Regions from separate parts of the Salvelinus alpinus genome. Here region 1 is linked to region 2. The links are chromatin contacts, called in public Hi-C maps. All regions are on one chromosome and are shown on one strand. Each heading gives the region's core, a stretch centred on a gene start, on an enhancer-like site or on the middle of the called end of the contact. The rest is flanking DNA. Distances are from core to core; before and after follow the strand shown.

What was found. A called contact is a pair of places that touch in the nucleus more often than the background predicts.
Region 1: a contact with region 2 is called in a Hi-C map of muscle, with 5 times the contacts expected there. The contact joins the promoter of LOC139583341 here to the promoter of LOC139583329 in region 2. A contact is called at or near these places in 2 of 3 Hi-C or Micro-C datasets (muscle and red muscle).

Annotation. Positions count from the first base shown.
Region 1 is chr8:57,755,306-57,758,371 of SLU_Salpinus.1, reverse strand. It overlaps LOC139583341 (transcription factor AP-2-alpha-like), which reads left to right and starts at 1,672. Exons shown (of 7, transcript XM_071414301.1): 1 at 1,672-1,780. The coding sequence starts at 1,694.
Region 2 is chr8:57,044,007-57,046,867 of SLU_Salpinus.1, reverse strand. LOC139583329 (eukaryotic translation elongation factor 1 epsilon-1-like) reads left to right here and starts at 1,298. Exons shown (of 4, transcript XM_071414287.1): 1 at 1,298-1,421; 2 at 2,340-2,537. The coding sequence starts at 1,335.

The DNA.
Region 1 (3,066 bases), core at 423-2,922, 710 kb before region 2:
AGTGCTTCAAACAATTTGATTCTTATTTACGTAGCTATAAGGTATAGTTTCATCACGCCTTACTTGTACGATAATGAATAAAGTTATGTGCCAAGGTTTGGGTAAATAAGAATTAAGCACGAAATATGAATTAACCACATTCTATGACATGTCATGTTGTGAAGTAGATTATTTATTTAGCATTGGACTGTTCATTCAGTAAACATCTGAATTACATCTAAACATCTGAAATACAACAACTACTGATGATGATAATGATAATACAGTTGTGTTGTTATTGGCAAGACGCATTACATGCGCATTACCATTACTAAATTGTGAGATATATCAATGCCCAAAAAGTGCAACCAGTCGTTTCAGTATCGTTGCCAATTAAGCATCTTGCACGGTTTTATGGTGCTTAACGGAAATTGTGCCGGGGGCTCGTGGTAGGGGTGCTAGCGGTTGAAACCAAGCCTTAGACAAACAGGTTGGATATTAACATGGAAACTTATCCTGTCCAGAACTCACACAACACACTTGCAGCGTTCCTGTGTACAGTATTCCAGTACACCTTGCTGCTCTGAAATATATTTTAGATTGTTCTATTTCATCTGTACTCCTGCCTGTACTTCTACTCTTCTCAAATCGATTGTCTTTGAAGTCAAACTTTAATATTCCCTCAAACATGTATAGATTACAAGGTTGTAGACAGTTGCCACAGTTGCCAATGACAGACTATAGCACAACCGTCAAAAGAAGTGTGCAAGTTAAATTAAAAAATTTAATCTAAAATATTTGAGTGTTTGCGTTAAAAAATTGTGTGACTGTCTATTTCAAACTGAGCTGGGTTTTCTTAGGAAAAGTATGCTCAAAAGTAAAGGCCTGTTGTTTATGCTATATAGGCCTAGCTTACAATTCACTGTTGAATTTGACATGGCATAATTGTTATTATTGTTTATTTATCATATGTATATCAACTAAATAACATAACATTGCTCAAGCCATATATCTTTCCATTCTGCAATTGACAGTGCAACGCCACCATGTTGTTGACCGCAACATGGATAGAGTCGACATGTGTTCGGTTAGAAATTAAAAGAAAATACGTTTATCCTCTCAGCGCGCGCACGTGTTGTTCTTTTTGTTGTTGTTGGTGTGCCTGATGAAGATGAGTTCATCCCGAGGAGTTTACATAAGTAGGAAATAAACAGATGATAAATAAACCGTGACCCCAATGCACGTAAGGGAATCTAGTAGACTGTGTGTAAGTAATGATGTTACAGTAACCATCAGATTTGATCCTGATACAGTTTCATTTTGAATGTGAATATATATTTTACAACCAATTGACAGAGCCAACTTATTGACATGTTGTAATTCAATAAGATTTTTCATTTAGTTTAGTATTTATACATGTAAAAATTGTAACACGTTAGCAAAGTTATATTGTTGACCTCGCTGAGTAGGCCTATCCACAACAGTTAGCCAATATATAAAAAAGTTGCTGTTGTACCCTTTTCTCTCATATGTTCAATGCAGTGAGACCCAAATGCAAATTCACATGAGACCATTACCTCTACTTCAGGTAGGTTTACACACCCGGTCCATTGCGCATGCGCAACCAGGTGGCACACACGGTTTTTATGGCCAGGTGAGGTAATCTCGCTCAGCACAGGTAAAAGCTCAAATTGTTTTAGGGACCGAAGGCTCAATGAGATTACACGACATGCAAGCTACCATATCAGGACAGATTGAAGAAAAAATCATGTCGATAATTGGCAAAATGGGAGATTGGCAGGTATGTGTTGTTTGTTTCAAGACAAAGGTGTTATTGAACGTGTGCATACTACAGGAGTTTAAGCTAATATATCGAATTTATGGACACTATTGGGGAAATGCATTGGCCATAAACGATTGCCTTGTAGAATTAGTAGCACTATCTTTAGCCTAAATATAAATAAAGTTATATTCTATAGGTATTGTTTAAATTATTTTCACTTGTACAGTGTTAGTTTTCCTCAAACGTTAATAATGTTCCCATTTACCCCTGATTAACAATACCGTATTGGCTGTTGTGCTAACTTTGGGAAAGTCTGTTTAACATGATGCATAGGCTATACCGCTCAAGCAATTTAAGAATATAGAAAACCGTCCCTATAAAGAAGCAAAGAATAGCCTATATGGAATGTGTGAACAGTATATATTTTTTCAAACATCTATTTGAAAGAACCGTGCTCACACATTTTGTTTTGCTTTGCTTTGTTTAAAAAAAAGTGTGAATAGAAAATCTATTAAAATAGCACAGTCTTACATAATATACTCCAACTTTTCATTTTATATGATAATTCGTCTCTTCGATGGTAAATAACCAACACTTGAAATAACATATACTAAAGGTATAGCTCGCCTAGGACTTGTGGTTCTTGTCATCTCAAAGTTCGAAACAAATCTATCCGATCGATGTATTACTGTGTATGTTGCATGTTGGCCTGGTGAAGGGGTTTTTAAATAATAATTCAATGTAGATTTTGAAACAGAACGTTCTAACGCGGTGAAAATGAGGTCGGTAACACAAGCCATGGTGAGATTTAGGTTTCACTCTCCGAAAGAACACCACCTCTAAAATCAACACCGCAGCACACAGACACACACATCCCACGATTTCTAAGGCACTTTTACCTAGACGATAGTTGTCATTGTGAGCTAGTTTCATAGGTCCTCTCTCTAATAACAACTAGTTATAAAGGTACCCCACCAAAAAATGGTAATCTGTAGTTGGCGACCTGGTTCTTGACCCGAAACCCCTGGTGCTCAACTTCGCCGGCGACGGGTCTGAGACCAAATACTTTAGATCCTCATTCACATTAAACAAGCTATTTTGTTGTGTTAATTATTTACATTCCAAAAACAGCGCTCTTCCATGTCGTCAATGGAGCTGTATAGCTACTTTAGAGTGGTCCCTCTTTTACATGACAGTGACAGAATAGCTTCTCATTGTCTCAATACATCTAAAACAACAGTTTACGAAAATCAGATATTAAGAGAATAGTAGAGAGAGAGTATTTGTATAGTGTGGCACGCTCT
Region 2 (2,861 bases), core at 49-2,548:
CAGCTGTAGGATGGGTTTGAATTTGTAACGATTCTCGTCTGCCGAAGGAGAAGAGGACCAAAATGCAGCGTGGTAAGTTTTCGACATAATTTAATAGAAAACTGAACACTACACAAAATAACAACGAGGAGAAAACGAAACAGTTCTGCAAGGTGAACAGACACTAAAACAGAAAATAAACACCCACAACCAAAATGGGGAAAACAGGCTACCTAAGTATGATTCTCAATCAGAGACAAACTACCCACCCCAACTCACGCCCTGACCAACCTAACACAAAGACATAAAAAAGGAACTAAGGTGAGAACGTGACAGAATTATAGATTCAGCTGTAGGAAACTTTTGATTTAGGGGAGTGGCCGAAAGTGCAGAGCACTCCCATAACAAATCGAGGCACCCCTTTAGCCTATAATATTATCATGACATAATAAGAATATTGTTGACACATTGGTTCTATGACATCAGAAGTCTCCGCCCTCTGCCCCGTCTGCCTGTGCTTCTACGTCTGCATGGCTTGCTCTTTAGGGTTTTAGGCTTGGTGTCTGTAAAGCACTTTGAGACAACTGCTGATGTAAAAAGGGCTTTATAAAATACATTTGATTGATTACAATTTGATTATAAGATGGAGCCAAGACATGCTGTATAGTGCCATGTGTAAAGAAAATATCTATGCCGTGCTGGCTTGGGTTGGCATGAAAAGGATCATTGATCAGGCTTGGTGAATTAAAATGAGACAAGTATTTTCTGTAGGATAACATGCACATCCATTACAAAATACACTTTTAATTCATTAAAACTCCTCAGTTAACAGTATACCTTATATTATTAACCAAATACCGTATGATTTGTGAACACGGGCTATCCTTCCAACAATCAAAACTTCTCTTTAATGTGCCTCAGTGGGTTCTCTTTTTTTTGCTATTTTATTCTCCTGAAATATTATTTTTTATTAATCAAGAAACATATAATTTTAGATATTTGAATTAAACAATTAAACATTCTCAATTTGATAATGTATGTGTAGCCTACAATGAAAATGTAAGTGTGTTTTAAATATGTTTTAAAATATTCTGTAACAAAATATTCAGGGAGAAATTAGTCCTATACTATTTTATAGTATAATTGTTTCATCTGGTCATTAAAGTTATTGATCTGATCTGATGCAATGTAACCTAAAAGCTAGCAGGGCTAAAAAGACAATGTAATGAAACGAAATAAAAACCACTTTTCATGTCACCATTGGCTGAATATGTTGTCCATTTGAGTCTAGTGGGCGGCAATGACTAATCTCGACCAATCGTGTTGCCATCCCATTGCCCAGCAGACATATCGCAATGATGGCGTTGAGAGAGCTGTCATCGCTGGAAAAATCTTTAGGATTGAAAAAGCCTAACAAATACAGTACTCAGGGAGACAAGAAGGTGAATTTGCCATCTAATGGTTGCGGTCACAGTTATCTATATGTGCCAAGTATTATAGACCTTACCACATGAACAGTAGGTTAAAAAGAGTAGCGAGCACATGCTACTCTACTGTCCTTAGAAAAGCTAACGTTAGCTAGCTAACAAGATAATGTCCGTAACTTTAGCAACTCTTTTATCTTCTATTTTTAGCGAAGGCAGGTCACTTAGGAACAAAGATGTGTAATAAATGTGTAATAATCATTGTTTCAGATAAAAATGTGTTGTCATTAGCCAGTTAACGTTAAGCTAACATTGAATGAATTTGCCATGTGAATTGCATATTGGATTGTCAACATATCTTGCTGCTACTACTACACGTACTATAGCTAATTTCAGTGAGTGTGCAGTACTAGTTCTGCCTCAACAGCCTTCATTGCAATGCTAGAAACAAACAGACATACTGTACCACATGGGGTAGTGACAGTGCGTGTGTTGTTGTTTAGGAAGCTAGCCAGCTATACAAATGACTTGAGCAAGTATGCAACTAGCGCTTAAATAGTGTCTCTAACAGGATGTTGACAACTAGTTACAGGGTTGTCGTTTTATTTCATGTGTCCATAATTCCTATCAGGCTCTTAGTGTGCCCAATAATGTTTGTACAATGTTTTGTGCTGCTGTCATGTTTTGTTGTTTTGTTGTGTTGCTACCATGTTATGTTATTGTATTAGGTCTCTCTTTATGTAGTGTCGTGGTGTCTCGCTTGTCGTGATGTGTGTTTTGTCCTATTACATTTTTAATCCCCCGTCCCCGCAGGAGGCCTTTTGGTAGGCCATCATTGTAAATACGAATTTGTTCTTAACTGACTTGCCTAGTTAAATAAAGGTATACATTTTTTTTAAATGTGTAATGCACACATTCTTTTTCTCTCCCACCCAGGTACCCGTGCTCCACAGTAATAATGGCCCAGCTCTGGTCGGCTTGGTGACCATCGCCACTCACCTGGTCCAAGAGGCCAAACGGCCCGAGTTACTGGGTGGGTCAGCAGAACACAAGGCTGTAGTGCAGCAGTGGCTGGAGTACAGGCTCACCAAAGTGGATGGATGCCACAAAGACAATATCAAGACCATACTGAAGGTAGAGACCCAGAAACAATAGTGAAGATTCTTCAGTATTAGAAAGTCAAAACATTTTAAATATCTTCCTCTTGCAAGTTAGTCAGTTTTATTGTAGTCTCTTGTCAAATGAAAATGTGTACCACTACCCACTGTTTTTCATGAGAAGTCCCTTCTACCCTTGTGGGATAGAGGGGCTTGGTGAGCTGTGTACGGAGAGGGTCTAACAGGACCTTGGAGAAGCCCCTTGTCACGATCGTGTGGAGGAGAGACGGACCAAGGCGCAGCGGGATATGAATACATCTTCTTTTATTAGAACCACGAAGATGAACACGAAACGAAACAC